Linked DNA regions of Hordeum vulgare: all the other regions are linked to region 3. A link is a contact called in public Hi-C data. All regions are on one chromosome and are shown on one strand. Each heading gives the region's core, a stretch centred on a gene start, on an enhancer-like site or on the middle of the called end of the contact. The rest is flanking DNA. Distances are from core to core; before and after follow the strand shown.

What was found. A called contact is a pair of places that touch in the nucleus more often than the background predicts.
Region 1: a Hi-C map of seedling shows a contact between it and region 3, with 5 times the contacts expected there. The contact joins the promoter of LOC123399503 here to the promoter of LOC123399188 in region 3. A contact is called at or near these places in 3 of 6 Hi-C or Micro-C datasets (leaf and seedling) and 1 of 1 datasets of contacts at active chromatin or transcription factors (embryo).
Region 2: a contact with region 3 is called in a Hi-C map of seedling, with 5 times the contacts expected there. The contact joins the promoter of LOC123399448 here to the promoter of LOC123399188 in region 3. A contact is called at or near these places in 3 of 6 Hi-C or Micro-C datasets (leaf and seedling).

What each region holds. Positions count from the first base shown.
Region 1 is chr5H:353,790,344-353,794,430 of MorexV3_pseudomolecules_assembly, reverse strand. LOC123399503 (calmodulin-binding receptor-like cytoplasmic kinase 3) reads right to left here and starts at 2,560. Exons shown (of 7, transcript XM_045093908.1): 1 at 1,587-2,560; 2 at 427-684. The coding sequence starts at 1,890.
Region 2 is chr5H:352,325,735-352,330,006 of MorexV3_pseudomolecules_assembly, reverse strand. It overlaps LOC123399448 (CCR4-NOT transcription complex subunit 10), which reads left to right and starts at 2,166. Exons shown (of 6, transcript XM_045093859.1): 1 at 2,166-2,597; 2 at 3,947-4,033. The coding sequence starts at 2,412. It also overlaps the pseudogene LOC123396701.
Region 3 is chr5H:353,050,558-353,054,308 of MorexV3_pseudomolecules_assembly, reverse strand. It overlaps LOC123399188 (flowering time control protein FCA-like), which reads right to left and starts at 2,286. Exons shown (of 18, transcript XM_045093619.1): 1 at 1,791-2,286; 2 at 293-363. The coding sequence starts at 2,136.

The DNA of each region.
Region 1 (4,087 bases), core at 1,311-3,810, 740 kb before region 3:
CAGATTTATATGAAAATAGACGTTTCACATGATTGGATATACTAATATCACTTTTGCAGCAGCACACAGGCGTTCAATTAATAACTAAAAAAAGTGTAATTAGAGGGCAGTGGTGTGCGCATCATCCAATATCACCATCTCTCATCCATGCATGCATAGTATTCACCAAACTCTAATGCATGCATTATTATTGACCAAGCGTACCCAACCCAGTATAGTGCTTGAACTAGATGGACTTTCTAAAAACGATTATGCCAAATTAGCCTACTCCAATTTGAGTCCAGAAAACTAATATTTGGTGTATTTACTTTTGATCCCATTACAAGGATGACAGGAAGAATTGGCTTTTCCCGAATATCAACGGACAATAACACATTTGTTGCAAAAGGAAAAAAAAGGACAATAACATATGATGTATTGACTCACCAGCATTGCGCTGGATGGATGTAGAATTGTGGCTTCTTCCTTCTTTTCTTTCGGCATGAAAACATGGGAGCATGAGACCACAGCATAGGAGAAGCACACCTGGCACAGCCAATAGAGGATCCTCTTTTTCGGAAGAATCATTGGCATCATGTTTATTTTCATGTAGACCCGTGTTCCCACATGGGTCATCTTCAGCTTTTACGCCAGTCTCAGACAGCCGCTTCAAAAGCCTCCTTGGTATGTTTGGAGCTGAAGTTACTACATTTCGTAACAATGCATGTGTGGAAACAGAACTTAGAAAACCATATATGTCATCTATAGGTTGCATGATATAGAAGTAACTAGAATACCTACAAGGAACTAGGTAACGAATTAATTATGGAAATAAGCAGTCAAATTCAAGCTGAAGATGACAAGAACCTGAGTGGTGGGCCTGTACACTCACGGCTCACACTAACAGATATAGTCAGTCTGGCATAGAATAGAAGTGGCATTCCCACAGAACTAAACGTCTACAGCAAAACTAAAGAATAATAGTAGGATGCATGAATGCTAGTGTTACACGAAGTACCAACAACAGCTTCCATCAGTACAATTCATGTCTTGTAAACAGAATCATTCAGTACAATGCATGTGTTTGGTATTGTAGTGCATTATGATAATTGATAATCCTATTTGTCTTAACCAGCTTTTGCCGATTTTATCATTTGTATAATCTGTTCTTTTCCTATTGCTGTGCCGATCTTTTCATGTTTGATCATAAAATTATAATATAGGTTCAGCACAGCACAATCCAGCAACCGCAATCAGGCATTTTAAGCCAAATACTTGATTGTCATTTTGTTCATTTTCAGTAGTCACTTTGTTCATTACTACATCGGTGCATGCTAGCAAATGGCCAAAGTTCCATAGATAATTGCCAATGACTAGTCTGAGAAAAATAACAAAAGAAGATATACTGCCGTACTTATTATTATAATAAAGGGCCCCTATTGTAAATTCACTATAGGATAGCATTTGCAACTAAAGGTAATCCTCAACCAACCGAATCATATTTTCAACTGACATCACCATGAGCGCAATTCAAGCTCTAATACAAGCATAAACGTATGGAACGAACTGCAGACACAACTGAAGCTAGAAACCTAGAAGCGACTCACCATAGCTAGATTGACTCCCATCATCGCTGCAGTAGCGCATCCACGCACCCCTCCAGGATTGCGACCGCTCATCGCAGCTGAGGCAACCACTCCCAAAGTAGGACCGGAGCCTGTCGCAGCCTTGAGCACGGTCCTTCACCAAAACCCCATTGATGGACAGGTTTTGACGGCCGTCAGAGGTCTCCAAGATGGAAACTTGCTCATCCCCACAGGTCCATGGAAGGGTTGGCTCGGACCCGGAAACCAAAGCCAGAGACGAGCACAAAAGGAAGAGCAGAGCGAGGAGAAGAGCCAGAGGAGACATGGAGACAGCAAACTGGACCGTGAAATTCACAAGTATCTCATCCCCGAGACGAGCATATGCTACTTAAAAATGGGGATACAAGAGTGGCCGCAGCGAAGTTTGCATCCCCTTTCTCCTCCAACTCAACGAGGACGATTGTTTTGCCTCCAAGAAGACGAAATGAAGTCAAATCAAATCAAGGAAGTGAATCGGGCTATTCCGCGGCGGATGAACTAGACGCCAAGAGCGAGAGAGAGAGAGTAGAAAATCTTGACCGATTGGAGCGAGCGACCCAGCACAAAAACAACAAGACAAGCAAATCTAATCTGGGCTGAGCAGGAAGCAGAACGCCGACTAATCTGGCCACTTTGCTACTCGAGGATCGGAGCTGTGGGGATCAATCGATAGAGCGAATGGGTGGTGCTCAGATCGGGAGAAAGGAAGGGGAGAAGAAAAGTGAGGAGCAGTTGGGGGACGGATGGAAAAGAAGAAAGGAGATATCTTTGCAGCTGAGCTGAAGTGAAGCCTGCCCGAAGAAGGTGGGAAGAGTTGGAGGGTCAAGGCAGAGACCGGAGAGGCGGGGTGGGGTGGGAACCGGCGGCGCCGGTAACTTCCGGGTGGCAACTGCGGACCGGGGTGCGAAACTTCTAGCAGGTGGCAGCGTCACTGGCTGCTGCCAGATGGGACAGGTTGCTCAGCTTTCTCTTTCTAGACTAGCTATAAATGCCCGTGCAGGGATAGAAAAAAAACTACTCCCTCCCTTCTTAAATACTCCTATAAGACTGGCCATAGTGGGGGTATCATGCCCGGATAGAGAAATAGACTACCTAAGGCCTCGTTTGGTTAAGGAGGTTTTGAAAGGGAGGGATTTCAGAGGATTGGGTGAATCTCTTTGTTCCACCCAATCCTCTCAAATCCCCAGGATTTTGCTTCCACTAGTACCCCAAAAAGGGTTTTGAAACACATGGATAGGAAGAGACTGAAGGGGAACGGAGGGGATTGGGCTAAGCAAACCCCTCTTACCAAATGAGCGTCCGAGGATCTGTGAGGTTTCTGGCCCTCCCGGGGATTTTCCTCTCAAAACCTCCCCAATCCCCCTTAACCAGACGAGGCCTAAGGCCTTTTTTGACAGGAAGGGGTTGGGGAGGATTGTGGAGGGGGAGGTTTCAGAGGATTGGGTGAATCCCTTCCTTTCACCCAATCCTGTCAAACCCCCTCAATTGTCAAATCCCCGAGCCATGAGATAAGGTTTCTGAACCGCATGGGTAGGAAGAAATCGAGGAGATTAGAGAGGATTGAAGGGGTTTGCTCACCACAAACCCTGTCCACCAAATGGACATGCGGGAAATTGCAGAGTTTCTGATCCCCTCGGGGATAATCCCCTACAAACCTTCTCAAACCCTGCGCACCAAACAAGGCCTAAGGAGGTGTTTGGCAACACAAAGGGTCACGGTAACGGTAACGTAATCAGATCACAGTGTTTAAGGAGGTGTAATGAGATTTTTTTAAGTTTGTTTGTTTCCCGTTCAGGTAGAGGAATTGCTTACCATCGCTCTGTTCTTGCTCGTCCCTACTGCTTACCAGCCACCATCGTCCCCGTAGATGGCTCTGCTCTTGCTCGCCCCGGACCGAGCCGACCAAGATCTCAAACACCGCCAACCGTTCCCAAATCCAGCCCCCAACCGCTGGATCTTGTGCCACACCGGCCATCTTGACCATGTGCGCTGGCGACCGCCACCGATCTCAAGCGCCGCAGCCTTCCTGGTCATAAGCGGCGCCGGCTGTCTTGATCTCCACAAGGAACTCGTTCAGTTCGTCAGGGAGCCATGGATGTCGGCGAAGGTAGTTGTTGCAAGGGAGGCGGAGGGGGGCTCGAAGGGGTTTGGGAGGCATTGACGTCGGACTCGAAGGGGATTTTGGAGGCGGCGACGGACGAGGCAAAGGGGGCTGTGCGGGAGGAGAGGGCTCGTGGGGCAGGAGGATGGCTTGGGCTTGGTACCGTGACCTTACCGGTGGGGCTTGGGCGGTATCAAGCGATGACTGGGCCGGACCTGTTTACAGAGGGATGTGTTTACGATGTCGAGTTAACAAATGCTAGTAACGTTTCCCTTTTACGACATAAACAGTTGACGGGCGAAAATCTCTGAAACAAACACCTAATAAATCCCTACTCCTAAACGGAGATTTGGTACTCGTTCGTCTCGTATACCTTCTTCAA
Region 2 (4,272 bases), core at 917-3,416, 720 kb after region 3:
GAAGAGAAGCAATGCTACTAAAAGTATCCATATGCTTTGTCAGGCCATCGGTCTGGTGAAGGAAGACGACAATTTCATGAATTTGGTCGTTTGGTATCGACTGATCAGGATTCAAACACAACTCCTCAACTTGAGCAATTTCAAATTGTTGCCCTGGAATGATGAAAATAATGTAGATTTCAACAAACAACTGAAAATAGAAGAAGCAACCTTGACACACTCAACACAGAGTTTAACTTCACCACCTAGTGTTTACCTTTCAGCTTCATGCCTGAATTATCAGAATCTGACAATGCAAGACCAATACCGACTTTCTCGGCTGCTGAGAGTTCCAGTACACTCGACAGAGTCTCAAGGAGGCCATCTGTAGCAGTTTTTATCCGCATCAGTGCTTCACAGAAACAAGTGCTGAAGTAAGTTTTATCCAGGCAATATCTGAAAGTGGAGGATAAAAGATCATGCTTCAACTGCAAGTTTTTGGCCTCCCTGTCATTCAACAACACTTCATCCAAACAGTCTTGGAGCATCAAAAGACATCCATCATGACCATAATCAACTAACTGAAAAGGTGGAAAGATAAACATATCAGAAAACCTGCACCGAACTTAGATTTATTTGGTACTTTGCTTGTATGCGGAAATGGTTGAAGCAATAAATTTCTCTCATAAACTGCTGGGTTGTGCACAAAGGTTGCGAGTTGCTTGTGGGCATGCCGATACCACCCTCCCATTTCGCAATTGGAATGGAAAAACGAGGCAACTACCATCCTATTGCTATACAACTGTCACGGAAGATCCAATCAATCCCCAACCCTCAAAACACCCCACAAAAAATAGGTGTGGAGACTTACCTTGGGCTCGCCGTCGAGGAAGATGGTGGAGTCGGCGGCGTAAGGGAGGAGGGAGCGGCCGTTGCGGGGGGTTGAATGAATGGCGACACCGCGCGCGCGGGAGGCGGCGTCGAAGGCGAAGACGGACTTGAGGCCGTGCTTCTCCAGGATGTCCCCCACCTCCAGCTGGTCCTGCGTGTACCCGCACAGGGGCGACCGGAACACGGTCACCGGTCGCGGCGGAAGAGCTGCACCTCCACCTCAGGCGCGGCCGCCGGCTCGGATCCGGTCCTCTCGTTCTGGGCGGAGGCCGGCAGGTCCTCGTGGATGCCGTCGTCGGCCGGCGACGCTGCCTTGTTGGCCTGCTGTGGTGGTCTCGCGACCGTCGTCAGCCTCGTGTGCTCCTCCTGTCGCCGGATTAGACGGGCCGCCGCCGCCGACCTCATGTGCTCCTCCTAAATCTAGAGAGCCGGCAAGACATGAACAACCATTCCATGAGCATCATAATAATGCAATATTCAACCAGGTTCCATAATCATTGTAAACGAACAATCCGACCACACACAAACAAAACTGTGCAGATGAAACACCTGCTTCTCGGCGACCGTGTTGTTGAAGCTGCCGCGGTCCGTCTCTGCAAAATCATAGCAGTAGAGGTCAGCACAGGCCAGCTCAATGCAAAGACCCAGAAACAGGCAGGATTCGCCAATTCCGAGCAAAGCGCGGCAGCCGGGGCCGAGATCTAGGCAGCCGGCCGCCGACACACGCCAGGGCGCGCCGAAACCAGATCCCCGAGCCACGGAGCCCGCGAGGCGGATCGGGGGAGATGGCGGGACTCAGATCCACGCACCTCCGCCGCCCTGGTCGCCCTCCGAGTCGGGGAACTCCTTCTCGAGCGCGCGGTTGATCATGTCGGCGAGGCTGTTCTCCTTGTTCGTGCCATTGCCCTGCGCTGCCTCCCCGCCGGCCTGGGCCGCCCCAGGGCCACGGCCGTGGCGTTTGCGCGCTCCACCGCCGCGATCGCCTTGCCCACGCGGCCCTCGTCGGCCGCCTCGGCCGCGTCGCCGGGGAGCAATGCGACGGCGGACGCGAGGAGCAGGGCGACGAGGAGGCGGGGGAGGACCGGGCCCAACAGGCGGCGGCGACGCATCAACATCGCCGGAGGGGAGCGGTCGGATTAAATACAGGGTTTTTTCATAAAAAGTGAAAAACGGTTCGACCCGACTTACATAAGGAGTGCGGGTTAATTACCTGAAACGACAGGGACCCTTTCGCAAAAATTCCAGGACGGACATTGGCCCCTGTCGAAATGGCAGTATCGTGAAAAACTAACAAATCAGGAGAGGAAAGCAACTCCCTCTTCTCTCTCTATCCATCGCCTTCGTCGATTTCGCCCCCCCTCCCACTCCCCCTCCCTCGCTCTGGCGTATCCCATCGCCATCGCGTCCAAACCCTAGCTAGCCCTCCCCAACTCCAAACCCTACCGCCAGTGCTCCAGTTCGCTGCGTCGGCTCGCGAATCGGGCGTCCGCGTGTCGCACCCGCGCTCCCGATTCAGCCACCGTCCGTGCAAGATCTGGCGGATGGAGCCCGCGGCGCCGAAGGAGGCGCCGCCGCCCCAGCCACAGCCCGGGGCGGAGGAGGACGGGACGCTCTCCGCGACGGCAGCTATGGCGAGGGACGCCGCCGTGCTGTTCCAGAGCCGCCGGTACGCCGAGTGCGCCGAGGTGCTCGCGCAGCTCCTGCTCAAGAAGGAGGGTGACCCCAAGGTGGGCGATTGGATCTCTGCTTTTGCTTCCCTATACGTCTAAAGGCGAGGAGAGTTAGGATGCTCTCTGATTGCTTTATATATTCTTTGACTGAATACATAGCAAATCCTGTATCTCGCCGGGTTCGTGGTGGCATGTTTGCTCAGCGAAGGCTGTTTTTTTAGTATTGCTCACCTGATGTTTCTGTCACCACTCACTGTGCTTATATGCTTGCTCAGTGTATCTTGCACGTGAATTGTGTGGTATGCTTGTTGTAGCTGTCTGCATGGCTCTCCCCTCCTCTCATGGTGGGTGACGGTGAGCCTGCATATGTTTGTAAGTGGTTGGGTGCATCTGGGGTGTGTGATTGCGTGCTGCGTATATCTGACGCGTGTCTATACACTGCTATCTTGTATGTGATTGTCGCATGGCTCACTAGCATCTTAATGTGCTGGTGTTGGATTTGTACCCATTTGATTGTGTGTCTATCAATGGTCATGTGGACGTGGGTATTACATGGTGCATGTGAATGCCAACAGGGCTTGCTACTAGGCTTGGGAGTGTTTCTCACTTCCCTGATTTTAGTTAGTAATGTTGTACATTTCTTGAAGCATAGGCGATTTGTTTAAAATTCTCTGTTAGATTATAAATTTGAAGCAGAAATTTCCTCCAAATGGAAAGAAAAAATGGTTGGGGTGAGAATTATTGGTGAAACAGTTAGGCGGTATCTATGTATATTGTATAGCACATAATATGATTCTCCACTTACTAGAATGCTCAGCTTGAGTCCATAGCATGGTATTGAAACTATTTAACTGGCACTTTGCTGGCTGCTCAGTTTTCGTGATCATACTGTACTATGTCTTGTAACTGATTTTTCTATTTAAATTTTTAGTTCTTTATGTATACCATGTAGTGTGAAAATGGATCTGACTTGGTGTACATTGGTTGGATACAACTGAATTGTCAACATTAATTCACTGTCCACTGTGTCTACAACAGTATTCAGGATATGACTATGAGCAACAATTGAATAATCAGTAATGTTTAGACTTCAAACCTGGCCATCTGCAGAACAGTGAGCAACAGCGCGAGTACACATTTTCTGAATCCAATACATATCCCCAACTGTCCGCACAGCCACTGGTGCACTGCATCTCTGCGTGCTAATACCTTTTAATCAGGCTGTTACCCGACCTTTAAGCTGATTTTAGCTGATTAACTCGTTACTCGTGACCTGTGAGGGTACCTAGTAGGAGCATATGTCCTAGTCAATACATTTCCTGTAGTGAATATATTGTCTCCCAAGGAAGAGATTGAGGGTGTCACGTTTTTCTGTGTTGCATCTTATGTCAGTGTTCAATTTTCAGGTCCTTCATAATATGGCCATCGCAGAATCGTTTGTGGATGGTTGTCCCGATCCAAAGAAGCTGCTTGAAATTCTTGGCAATGTTAAGGTTAGTGAATCTGCATACTGATTTGCGGTTCAGACTTGGTGGTAGAAACACATACAGACTCCGTTAGGAATATAATTGTTTTGGTGGCTCTGGTACTTTGATACATGTATTCGTTTTCATTTTCCATGTCTAGACTAAGTTAGGAATAGAAAGCATCAACCTTTGAATAGTGGCAAAAAGGCAGCCACATTAGTGATTTTTTGTCCTTTTCATGTGTGATTAGTGACTTCTATTGTTCA
Region 3 (3,751 bases), core at 1,037-3,536:
TGGGAATTGGCCAAAGGCGGATTTAGCTAAATTTTACGCTAGCACTCTTTAAAATGTAGATTTTCTTAACACAAAAAAAGCCACTTTTACCACCTACCTACCTTATAGGACTTCCAATTTATATAAACATTGGAATGGTTTCATGGATAGCAATAAGCCATGATAAAACAAAATCAAGTTAATGTACAACAAAGCAGCCTTCCCAGTTCTGAGATTATGTAAAGTAGACATATTAACAAATCTGCAGGTAAATAATAGCAGATACCACAGTACGTATGAAAGTTGTACTCACATCATCTTCATTTGCTGTTCTTGGAACTGATCCAACGAAAAGTTTAACATAACCACTTTTGTTATCATGATCTGCTGAAAATTTTCCACGTGAATATCAATTAACTAGCTGGTGAGAGGGAGTAAGACAAGCTCAAATATTTATCCACTGAAGTTCAATGAGATAAAACAGTACAATCAGCTAACAAACATAAGTTCTACTGACATTGATTACTGGTGCCAATACAAATAAGAACTTGATGGGTTCAAATTGGTACATAAACTGCTTACTAGGAGGGAAAACATAGCATTTAGCTTAACGGTTATGACTTAAGGCCAACATCTGGATTAACCAGATATGACCTACCTGAAACTGTTAGGCTATTACAATAGCTTATCTGAAGCTTCATCACGAGATAAGCTCATAGGCCATACCATTATTATACTGATTTAACAACAAGACAGAACACACCAGTGTGTATCATGGAGAAATTAGATCTTAACCCACGCTTTACTTCTACATTTAAAATTTGTGTCATCCCACCAGTGTGTATGCATTATCGTGGACATCATATTACCATAAGTTGTATGAATGTTGCAACGCGGCTGCATATACTCTTTCTGTTTTTAAGCTACTAGCAAAAGAGCCCGTGCGTTGCAACGAAAGAGAAAATAACACAAGCTCTAAACGCAATATATTTTCACATGGCATCACATTTGTGTTGCCGATGATGGCTTTAGTGCTCACACAATGAAAACGCGTTTGAATATACAGTCACTCGGAATAAGATGAGAAATATGTTGTTTCTCCCCACGAGGTTTTTCAAAGGTGTGCATGTGTTGTCAACGATGTTTTTCTTTCCTCTCAATTTGGTTTTAATTTAATGGATGTTTATTGCAATTCGTATCGTCGCCGGAAAGAGAGAGAAAAAAGAACCGTGCACTACAGATTAAGTTTGCACCAAAAATAATATTTAAGAAGTATTCAATAGCTAAAAATAACATTCTATTTAGATTCTACATATTTTTTAATCAAATTTCATATATAACATGTTAAAATCGGGGGGGGGGGGGGGGGGGTGGGATGACGACCCGCCACTGAGACGAGCCTCGGCAAATCATCAAACCCCTAGTAAAGTGGGGCAAATAATCTAATCCCCTGTATAGCATGTACATCTGAAACCAGTCTAAGTTCATCATTCATTCAAAAAAGGTGGGTGGTCTTGCCATCATGGTATACATGCTAGCACATATTACGCAGCTGCATACTTGGACCACTGGTTTGTCACATCCCAACAGTGACTGTTCAGCTATGGCGAGTTAACAACAGTTGATTGAACTTGGTGTAAAATCTTCCAGAGATCATGGAAGTTCAACTTCATCACTTATTGCACAGAGGACCAAAAGCCCAAAAACCTTTTCCCGTGCGTATACAAGCTAAAATTCCACATCTAGAGGCAGCGCGGCACAGCAAAACCTAGAAAATGCCAAAGCGCAGAAGCCAAGATCCTGGACCAAACCTGAGTAGTCTCCACGGCCTCCGCCGCCACCGCCTCCGTAACGGCTCCTCGCTCCACCGGCCGTCTCATCAAAGTCGCCGCCGCCGCCTCTGTACCCTCCAGTTCCACCACCGCCAACAACGTATTCAGACGGCGCACGGTACGGATGGAACCTCCCGCCTCCGCCTCCGCCTCCGCCTCCGCCGCCGTCGCTGCTCCCGCCGCGGGAGGAGCGGTGGGGCGGGGGGCTACCCCCGCCGCCGCCGGACCAGCGTGAGGGTCCGCGCGCGAATCTGCCGTCCCCGCCGCTGCGAGCGGCGCCCGCGGGGCCTGAAGGGTCGGCGGAGCGGTCGCTGCCGCGGTGCATGTGGTGGGCAGAAGGTGGCTAGGGTTTTGACGCGGCTCGCGAGCACGAGAGGGGGAAGGCGAAGGCGAAGAGAGAGGCCGTGTGGAATTTCAACTCCGCCTCGTAAAGTGCCAATGGCCGTGAGGATCAGATTGGATCCGATGGGCGACCGACGGCAGTCTGCTGCCCCGGCGTACCCCTTCCGTTTCTGCCAACGGACAACGTAATTTCGGGGCATCTTTCCCGGCTTCAATAGGGATATTTTATCAACCTATGTGGAAACTTTTTAAATATAAGTTATTTTATAAATATTTTTAATTATAGATAGATGATGCATATGCATTATCGTGGACATCATATTACCATAAGTTGTATGAATGTTGCGACGCGGCTGCATATACTCTTTATGTTTTTAAGCTACTAGCAAAAGAGCCCGTGCGTTGCAACGAAAGAGAAAATAACACAAGCTCTAAACGCAATATATTTTCACATGGCATCACATTTGTGTTGCCGATGATGGCTTTAGTGCTCACACAATGAAAACGCGTTTGAATATACAGTCACTCGGAATAAGATGAGAAATATGTTGTTTCTCCCCACGAGGTTTTTCAAAGGTGTGCATGTGTTGTCAACGATGTTTTTCTTTCCTCTCAATTTGGTTTTAATTTAATGGATGTTTATTGCAATTCGTATCGTCGCCGGAAAGAGAGAGAAAAAAGAACCGTGCACTACAGATTAAGTTTGCACCAAAAATAATATTTAAGAAGTATTCAATAGCTAAAAATAACATTCTATTTAGATTCTACATATTTTTTAATCAAATTTCATATATAACATGTTAAAATCGGAGTTACGGTTTAAAAGATATGAATAATTTCGTTTTAGATAAAATGTGGATTGATTAACTGAAAAGTTAGAATTTGTTTTGTTAAAATACGAAGGTCAACATTAATTCACTTGTTTACACAAACCTCGTATCAACAGTTTAGTATACATCATTCACTACTGAAATTCAGTTTTTTGCCGTCTGTCATATATTTGTCGTCTGCTCGCTGACGGTAAAGGCTGTCACAAACCACACGACAAAGAACTGGCTCATGGTATAGAATGTCTTTGCCATCAGTCACATATTTGCCGTCAGCCGCAGAGGGCAAAGAGTCGCACAGCAGACGACAAATATATAGGTGGGGCCCACCTGACCGCGGGTACGTTAGGTCAAACTGGAGTCCCTTCTTTGTCGTCTGGAGGCAGACGGCAAAGAGTCTAGACTCTTTGTCGTCCGCCGGCACAGCAAAGAGCTAACTCCGTAACGGCTCTTTGCCCCCACCCCGCCCCTCTCTCTCTCTCTCACCCAGTGTGTAACAGCTCCACACCCCGCCCCTCTCTCTCTCCCACTCCTCTCCCCGACGCCCACCGCCGCCACCACCGTCGCGCCGCCACCCCTAGCGCCCCCGCCGCCGCCCCACCGCCCTCGTCGCTGCCCCGGTGCCCCACAGCCCCCTCGCGCCGCTGCCCCACGGCTCCACACCCCGCCCCTCTCTCTCTCCCACTCCTCTCCCCGACGCCCACCGCCGCCACCACCGTCACGTCGCCGCCCCTAGCGCCCCCGGCGCCGCCCTGGTGCCTCACAGCCCCG